Regions from separate parts of the Triticum aestivum genome. Here region 2 is linked to region 1. The links are chromatin contacts, called in public Hi-C maps. All regions are on one chromosome and are shown on one strand. The core of a region is the stretch at or near the end of the contact, and the rest is flanking DNA. Distances in the headings are between cores, read along the strand shown.

What was found. A called contact is a pair of places that touch in the nucleus more often than the background predicts.
Region 2: a Hi-C map of leaf shows a contact between it and region 1, with 6 times the contacts expected there. The contact joins the enhancer-like site here to the promoter of LOC123102480 in region 1. A contact is called at or near these places in 4 of 5 Hi-C or Micro-C datasets (leaf and an unstated tissue).

What each region holds. Positions count from the first base shown.
Region 1 is chr5A:99,739,212-99,743,613 of IWGSC CS RefSeq v2.1, reverse strand. LOC123102480 (serine/arginine-rich SC35-like splicing factor SCL30) reads right to left here and starts at 2,617. Exons shown (of 8, transcript XM_044523855.1): 1 at 2,487-2,617; 2 at 1,366-1,606; 3 at 1,176-1,253; 4 at 55-219. The coding sequence starts at 1,598.
Region 2 is chr5A:100,127,111-100,131,512 of IWGSC CS RefSeq v2.1, reverse strand. No RefSeq gene overlaps it. Among protein-coding and RNA genes, the nearest start is that of LOC123102482, 32 kb to the left of the region's middle. Within about 2 kb of position 1,727, at least 6 of the 8 cell types and tissues checked have an H3K27ac peak or open chromatin away from gene starts, as enhancers often do. A contact at or near this core is called in leaf, where this site is marked.

The DNA.
Region 1 (4,402 bases), core at 1,368-3,867:
ACTGAGCACGAGAGAAGACGAAGCAAATCTTCACACAAAAATGGGAATATATACCTGACTCTAGTTCTAGTGCGCATATCCTCTGGCCTTTTCCGTGACTCAGCAGCAAGCACAACAGTTATCTCCCGGCCAAAAAATACCTGGCGATTCATGTGGTATTGGGCCTCAGAGGCATCATAAGGGTCAACAAACTCCACAAACGCAAACCCTCGGGGCTCCCTGTACATGTCGATTTCATTAAACAAAGTAGGGCAGAGAAAAAGGATGAAACATCAAATTAATAAGAATGTCGAGTGTATGAAGTACTCATATATAGTGTGTGCATGTTATGTTACCATGGCAGTCAAAAAATTATCTGTGCACTCTTGGCGAAGCACAGTCAACAACTTACTAACATTTCCGTCAAAAGGGAAGCAAGTGCTGCAAAAAGCAGCAGCATGTCCAGGCTCTAGTATCCAGGTTTCTTGTATAACAACTAAGTACGGCGGTTCTCGTAAAGAGCATCTTCATAGAAGCATTTGCTTCACTTCCCCAATGTGAAAAGTCATGATAGTACTTGAAATCAACTTCGCCCCATTTTATCTTCTCATGGACCACACACAGTACAAGTCTTTTATCTTCTCTTCGTGAATTAATTTTCTCAATCAATCAAATCTTTGTCTTCGTAGAAGAATGTCTTGATTCGGACAAGACTCTATCTTGCCAAGCAAATGAATTGCAGGAATATTAAAAAAGCATTCTTCAAGAAATCAAGGGCTTGTATTTACTTCAAACCAATACAACCCTGGGAATCATTTCAGAAAAAAATCATACATGGCAACCATGAATGGGTAGGAGAAAGTACACTGAATATTTCCAAATTGACATCAAGTACTCTAGTGACAGGAATAAACCAGTGATGTACATCAGCAGACCAAAAAAGAGTAGACCATTTTCATGTAGCTTAAATGCACAAAGGTGGTTGCAGAGGTCGACACCGCTCGTAAGCTGGAAAATGTTCGCAAGTTACCTTAATGAAACATATCTTATGCATATGGTGTAATGTAACTTATAGAAAAGTTTCAAAGTTTATGTTGCATGGGTTCAAACTTGGTACATTTCCCATGGTTAATAACAAAAGAGCCAAAATAAAATAGTTTGGCAACTGCTAACCAATTTGACTTACTAAAACTTACCCGCTGTAATAATCCTTTGGAAGGTAAACATCCCTAACAGGACCAAACCTTTCAAAAGGAACACGGAGATCCTCCGCTCTGCCAGGGTTGAGATAACCACGTTAAACAAGTCAAGAAATTGTAAAATGAAGTATTGTTTGTTAAGTGAGGAAAAAGAAAACAAGTGGCATCCATGTCAAAGCCTATGCACCTGGCGCTTAATGGGATGTTGCGGACCAAGAGACTTCCAGAACCCTGCTCCTTTCGTCCTCCATATCCACCCCTCCTAGGGGGGCTTCTTCCTCTGCCACCATATCCCCTCTTTGGGGGGCTGCGGTGCGGGGGGCTGCCACCATATCCCCTCCTTGGGGGACTACGATGCGCGGGGCTGCCACCATATCCCCTCCTCGGGGGACTACGGTGTGGGGGGCTGTACCTCCTCATAGTGTTGTCTGTAATCAATAATTCAATATTATAGATAAGTACAGGAAATGTCCAGGACATGGAGATGGATAGAAACAAATAAGAAAAACTAGCGGATTTATCAGCAAGGATGGTTTATCAAAAAATCATGTTTACTGGCACCAGAAATTTTGGATAAGAAAACCTGTAAAATCTGCTATTTTGGACTTCCTCAACCTTACCACCCACAAAAGACAAAGTCCAATGAACATATCATTGGGTTAATGCAATCACAACGAAAGCAGTCCTCTAGCACAACCATGTAGTGTGTGACAAGGCATGTAATATAATAAATCCAAAATCAAAATTTGCAAAATCCAACACTGAATCCACCTTGACATATTCTGCGCAGTTCATCAGATAAGTCTGAAAGCTACAAACATTCCACCAACAGTTCACATATGCGACAGCGAAATGTTATTCAACAAACATAGGAGATGCAATTTGTCAGCATACACATATCACCATTCTCGACACAATCTATCTGAAGATATAACTACGCCATTGGATTGGACTAAACGACTCACGGGTTGGCATAAAGCATGGTGTCTACATTCACAAGGGTAGCATGCCAAAGACAGCAGTTTTGACGCCAAAGGCACCAAGGCGCCGTCAAACACCAGATTTCGACGGTCATCTCAGGTCAGAGGAAGCTCAAGATTGGCACGGTGACGTGGCTGGAGAGAAGCATTTAAGCGCTGGGCAAACGTTTCCGAAGCCCGCGCGGATCTACACGCACGCCGACGACTTCTAGGGTTTGCGGAGGAAAGACCGCGCAAGCGGCCGAGCAAACATGCACATACGAATATTGCTCGCGAGGATGCTGAGACGAGGAGGGGGTGCAGGGAGAGGGAGGGAGGGAGAGATTACTGCGCGTGTCCGGTGAGCGCCCGGGAAGGCTCCGCCGCCGCGGGGGTGCGAAGGGGAATGGGGGAAACCGAAATGAGGGCAGACAGGTCGATGCCGGTGGGGAAGGCGCGATAGAGATAGATGGCTGGCCGGGTTATATGGGCCTTAGAGGATTTGGGCCTGTGGTCGTTCACTCCACTTGTTTACTGTACCACTGGCTACCAGTTTTTGTCAAACAGAGACGAGACGCACAAGGGCAAGCGCGACTGGGCCGGCAGGGTTCGACCTCAGGATCTCGCGCACCTGTGCGAGCGTTTCTAGCCAAAGGAGCTAATCGATCTTGACACCATACTATCGCGAGACTATAAGAACTAAAGACAGCGGCAAATATGAAACTTTTAAAATTTCGAACATGAACATTTTTCAAAAAAGGAATATTTTCAGAAATGCTAACACTTTTCAAATCCGTGAAGAAATTTTTGAAAACTCAATTTTTTAAAAAAAAACGGAATTTTATTGAATCTGTGAACAAGGTTTTAAATTCTAAAAAAAGATTTTAAACGTGAACAGATTTCTAAAATAATAACATTTTTTTAAAGAGGAACGTTTTTTCAAACTCATAAACAAAATTTGAGAAAGCGAACAAAATTTTGAATTTGCGAACAAATTTTGAAAACATGAATTTTTTTGTATGTGTGAATAAATTTTAACAGGAACAATTTTTGAAACTATACCGGTTTTGGGACTTCTATGAATGTTTGTAGCCGGGTTTTTCCGATTTTGGGAACCTTCCAGAAGGTTCCTGAACCAATTTTTCCTTTTTATATTTCTTTCTCGTTTTTATTTTTTAATGTTCCTTCCTTTTTCATTATTTCTCTTTTCCTTTTCCTGTCTTTTCTTTCTTTCTTCTTGTACTTTTCTTTTTGAATTTGTTTTCTATTTTCAATGAATGTTTCAGAATTTTCTAAAAAGTGACAATTTCAGATTTTGTTGTTTTTCAGAAAATGTTCCTGTTTTCAAATTTTTGTTCAAAAATTTCATAAAAGTTCAGAATTTCACAAATTGTTCGCATATTTTTGGAAAAGTGTTTGTCTTTTAAAAAATGTGTTCCAAAACTAAAAAATGTTCGGTTTAAGAAATATGTTCTCCTTTTCAAATTTTGTCCAAAAAATTAAAATATATTCATGTTTTAAAATTTGCTTGAAATTTAAAAAGTGTTCGTTTTTTAAAATTTTGTTCATGAATTATAAAATGCTTAGAAAATTTAAAAAATGTTAGCATTTTTAAAAATTGTTCAGAAAAAATTCAAAAAATGTGCACGTTTTCATTTTTGAGTTTCAAATTTTTATTCGCAAATTTCAGAAAATGTTCGGGCGATTCAAATCATGTTCCCATTTTAAAAAATTATTCACAAATTTCAAAGTTGTGCACATTTTCATTCTTTCAGGAGTTTCGAAATTGTTCGGTTTCAAATTTGTGTTCACAAATTTTAAAAAATGTTCGGGCAGTTCAAAGCATGTTCCCGTTTCCAAAAATTGTGCGAAAATTTCAAAAATGTGCATGTTTTCATTTTTTCAGGAGTTTCGAAATTGTTCAGTTTCAAATTTGTGTTCACAAATTTTAAAAAATGTTCGGGCAGTTCAAAGCATGTTCCCGTTTCCAAAAATTGTGCGAAATTTCAAAAATGTGCATGTTTTCATTTTTTCAGGAGTTTTGAAATTGTTCAATTTCAAATTTGTGTTCGTAAATTTCAAAAAATGTTCTTGTTTTCACATTTTTCAAAATATGTTTGCGTTTTCAAATTCTGTCTTGAAATTTCAAAAAATGTTCCTGTTTAAAAAAATCCTGATTTTCAAAAATATTTTAGTTTTAAAATTTTATTCGCAAATTAGCTATTTGTTTGTGTTTCATAGATCCCTTCGTTTTTTCCAATAAAA
Region 2 (4,402 bases), core at 478-2,977, 390 kb before region 1:
CGACTGAATTTTCGGTTGATGTTGACAGTTTATCTAAACAAAACGGTATGGCTAGGTCTTAGTGGATTGAGATTTAACCAAGTCCCAATCAAAATGCTACAATATGTAAGAAAGAAAGAAAAATTACACGGATCTCAATGTATGATGTTATGAATATAGTATCGATTGAGACATAACCGGGCAAGACCGAAACAAAAATATGTACTCACTCTGTTTTTATTTCCTCTGCATGTCAAGTTTGACTGAAGTCAAACTTCATAAAATTTGACCAAATTCATAGAAAAAGATATAAACATTTATCATAACAAATCTATATGATGTCAAAATACATTCAATAATGAATGTAATGGCATTGATTTGTTATTGTATGTGTTAATATTTTTGCTTATAAATTCGTCAAAGTTTACAAAGCTTGATTTTGATCAAAGCTAATACACGGACTAAATAAAAAGGAGAGAGTGCAAAGCATGTGTTGGAAGGGTCCCTACGAAGCAAACAAATATCGCACCAAAAAATTCAAGATGGTTTTACATGCATGATTGAGGAATGGCAAAAGCTTGGATCCGCCGAATCATGGAGCTAGGTTGGCCATGCATGCGTATATGCGCAACCGTTGGTCCCATTGGGTGGTGACAAAACAATGATGGGATCTCTAGCTATAGACAGCGCTGTTGCAAGCATGCATAGGGCCTCCTGTATTATTGATGGGACCTCACCCCTGACCTCGCCTTGGCCCCGCGCTCTCCCTCTACGCACTGTAGCGGGCGTACGAGTGCTTGCTATAGCTCTCCTACTTAGCAAGTTCCAAATGAGCCGCATGTACTCATGTTTACAGGTAGAGAGTGCCAGGAAGATGCTGTACTCGGTGTGTCTCTGTGGTCACCGGCCGGCGGGAAGATGCATGGAAACGCAACCTTGATTCGACTACTTGTATACGCATACTGCTTTCTTCCCCGTGTATAGTACTGCAAATAATTCATCTTGTCTAGTTGTCTTGCCAGTATGATTAGGAGTCAATCTTCTAGCCATGGGTGTACTTCTTTAATTGGCTCTTTTACTATAAACCCTAATCCATCGATGCTTTGACCGCAATAACCACCATCAAACCAATGAACAAAGCACTAGAATCCACGTACCCTGCATGGGAGATTACCACTCCCATGTTGCAAACGGCCCCAAATTGATGGCGCGTAGCCATTTGTGGGCGAGGAGAGGTAGGCACGCACAGCTCTGCAGGCTAGGAGCCACGACCGTAATGGCAAGGGTAGCCGCAGGGCCGGCCGGCCGATCGAGGAACCGCAGAGGCCGGCGCTTGCGGCAGCGTATCTGCGCACGCTGGAAGAAGATCGCCCCCGCTCCCTCCCCCACCCAGATCGCGATCCCCCGCGCGCAGCCGGAGAATTCACTCCGGGCCGGGCCACCGGCGTAACGCCTCGAAGCGCCTCGATCAGAGCGCGCGAGCGAAACCCTACGTGGGTGGGGTGCGTACGAGAAGAAGGGGTTTTGCTAAACATGGCAGCATTTAGGGCCGAGCATCACAAGGCGCCCAGAGGCAGAGCGCGGGGCAGACGCCGGGGCGGAAAGAGCTACCCACGCGCGCCGCAGGCGAAGGTCGGAGGAAGACGCCATGGAACACGCAAGCCAGGCACCAGACTCCACAGCTAGAGCCTAGAGCTATTGCTCTGCTGCTAGGGCCCCGCGCCCACTGGCTGGCCGCGTCGTCGCTCGAGTCGATGACGTGTGCCCGCGCCGCGTGCGTACACTGCATACCGTATGTATGTATGTATGTATGTATGTATGTATGTGCGCGTGTCGACGTGGTGCACGTACGTATGCAGTACAGTGCGTGTGTGTAGTCTGTAGTGTATAGTAGTAGCACTTAACACGTGAGTTGTACTGTTTGTCTATATGTACATATACAACCGCCAACCGTGAGTGATGCGCTCTGACGCCTGCGGGTACTCCATTGCTCTCTTGCAGTACAACACTTTAGTTTTTCTTTATTTTATAAATCACAAGATACAATGAGGACTAATAAACCAATACGGAGATAATACGAGGGCTTCTACGATGTCCCCTATACAGTAATCTGTAATTAATTGATTCGCTGTGTCGGCGTGGGTTAGCTTCAAATGGAAGGTAAGACTAGGAAGGCGAGTTTCTACTATTGGGCCGGCCAAGGTGTGGTGTCCATTGGTGAAGGGTATTTACTACCACGTACTACTACTGCACGTACGTAGTGCATTATATGGTCTGTACGCAGTGGACACACTGTGGACAGAGCGTGCGTGCGGGGCCGGGTGCCGAGAGAAACACGCTAGCTAGTGACCGATCGATCAAATGGGTGGCTCCATGGCTGGCAGCGGCAGGCACCCTCTCGCCCTACTCAGTGAGCCCTCATCTTCATATCTAATCCGTCGACCTCTGTACACTGTACGTGTACGTGTACGCGCATTCATGGATACTATCTAATCCCTGTGCGCGCGCGTGCGTGCTTGATTCAAAACGAAGAGTTAAAACTTGACTCGATCGGGCGCAAGGTACGTACGACGATCCAGTCCTGGTCCGTCCACACCCCCCTCCGCCGGCCACTCGGAATTCCCTTTCAGCCCCTCAGCCCGGCCATCGGAGAGGAAAAGGACGGAACGGTCGCCAGTACACACACGAGAGCTCACGGCGACACCTTCGGCTCCACCCGTCGGCGCCCTTTTACCGCGCGCTTTTTTTTACGTGCACGTTGGTGGTGGCTCCGGCGCAAATGCGGATGGGATACCTTGCTCTGCTCCACCATGGATTGGGAGAGAGCTACTCCTACTCCTTACTGGTAGGAGGGAGATGGCAGCAAGTGATAGGCTGGGATAAAGGCAGGCTATTTATGCTACTGGCTCGTGCCAGTACGTACTACGTAGAGTAGGAGCCCAATTGAATTTGTTTTGATTTGACATGCCCATGCCCGTTCGTTTATCTTTACGACGTTGGCCGTTTCTTCTCCTCAGTTGACTTTTCCGTTCATCTTCCGGCTCAACAGTAAAACTGCGGGATTAGTTTGCTCGTAAAAGTATTTTTATTACGGGGTAAGGGATCTTCAACAACAGCCCACAAATTTTCTCCCGCATACAGAGGACTGGTCATCAGTCCGTGGACACGGATGCAGAAGAACACCATCCAACCGTAGCCGCATTCTATCCGCCAGCAAATTCAAATTCAAATCAACGTTGGTCTACACAACGCGTCGGATTGCATCCCTAATCACAATCAAAAGTAGGCAAGTATGCTTAGTTTTTACATGCCTGAATCCAAAAGAACATCAGTCTGACAGTCCTTGCATTTTTGCCCAGCCGGACCGACCATCCCAATAAGATGCTTCCCGATCAAGGAGATGTCGTCGCCGCCGCGTAGGCAGCCTCCGCGTCCGCGTCCACCTCCGCCTCCCGCGTCCTCATCTTCCGCCGCCGCCAACTCATCTTTCTGCCGCTCCAGCATATGGTAGCAGATGGATTGCATGATAATTATAACATCGACAAAGAGTTGATATTCAAGGTCACCATCTTGGAGTCCTCCGCATTGGCGACAATCTTTACCCTCTTTTTCTCGAGCGCCGCCTTTCATTCTTCGATCATGGTCCTCCTTTCTTCGAGCTTGATCTTCTTCTCTGTCGCCTCCATCAACTGCTTGAACCTCTCCGCCTTCCGCTCCTCCTTGATGTTCGAGCGCCCCACGCATGCCTCTTCCTTATTCACCAAGTTCTCCTCGAACCTCTCCGCCAGCTTGGCAGCCACACCTTCTCACTTTGCCCTCTCCTCCTCCCACTTCGTGCCCCACAGATTTCTTCTAACCGTCTTCAGTGGTTCTTGGGTTGGGTCGTCAGGGTCACCAGTTTCTTCCTTGTTGGCTTGGACGGCGGCCTTGACAATGAAAAGGTTCCACTTCCGCTGCCCATTCAACTTCAACCAACAATGCAAGACGGTGAAGGACTTCTTCTCCAACTTCTTGTACACCACACAAGCACGAGTAGGCTACAAAAAGTGAAACAATGCTTATCTGTCTAGTGAGCAACAAAACAATACATGTCCGGCTAGTGATCAACAATACTAAAGCACATCGGACTAGTGATCAATATAACTAAAACATATCCAGCTAGTGAGCAACAAAACTAAAGCTTGTCCGGCTAGTGATCAACAAAACTAAAGCATGTCCGGCTAGTGATCAACAAAACTAAAGCATGTCCGACTAGCGATGATCAACAAAATTAAAGCATATCCGGGTAGTGATCAACAAAACTACAACATATCAGGCTAGTGATGACCAACAACTTACTTGCTCGGTGATTTGTGCGCCGCCAGGCCACTGTGCGATGAGATGTTTCAAGTGTCTGCAATACTTGGAGATGGCCTCTTGGATG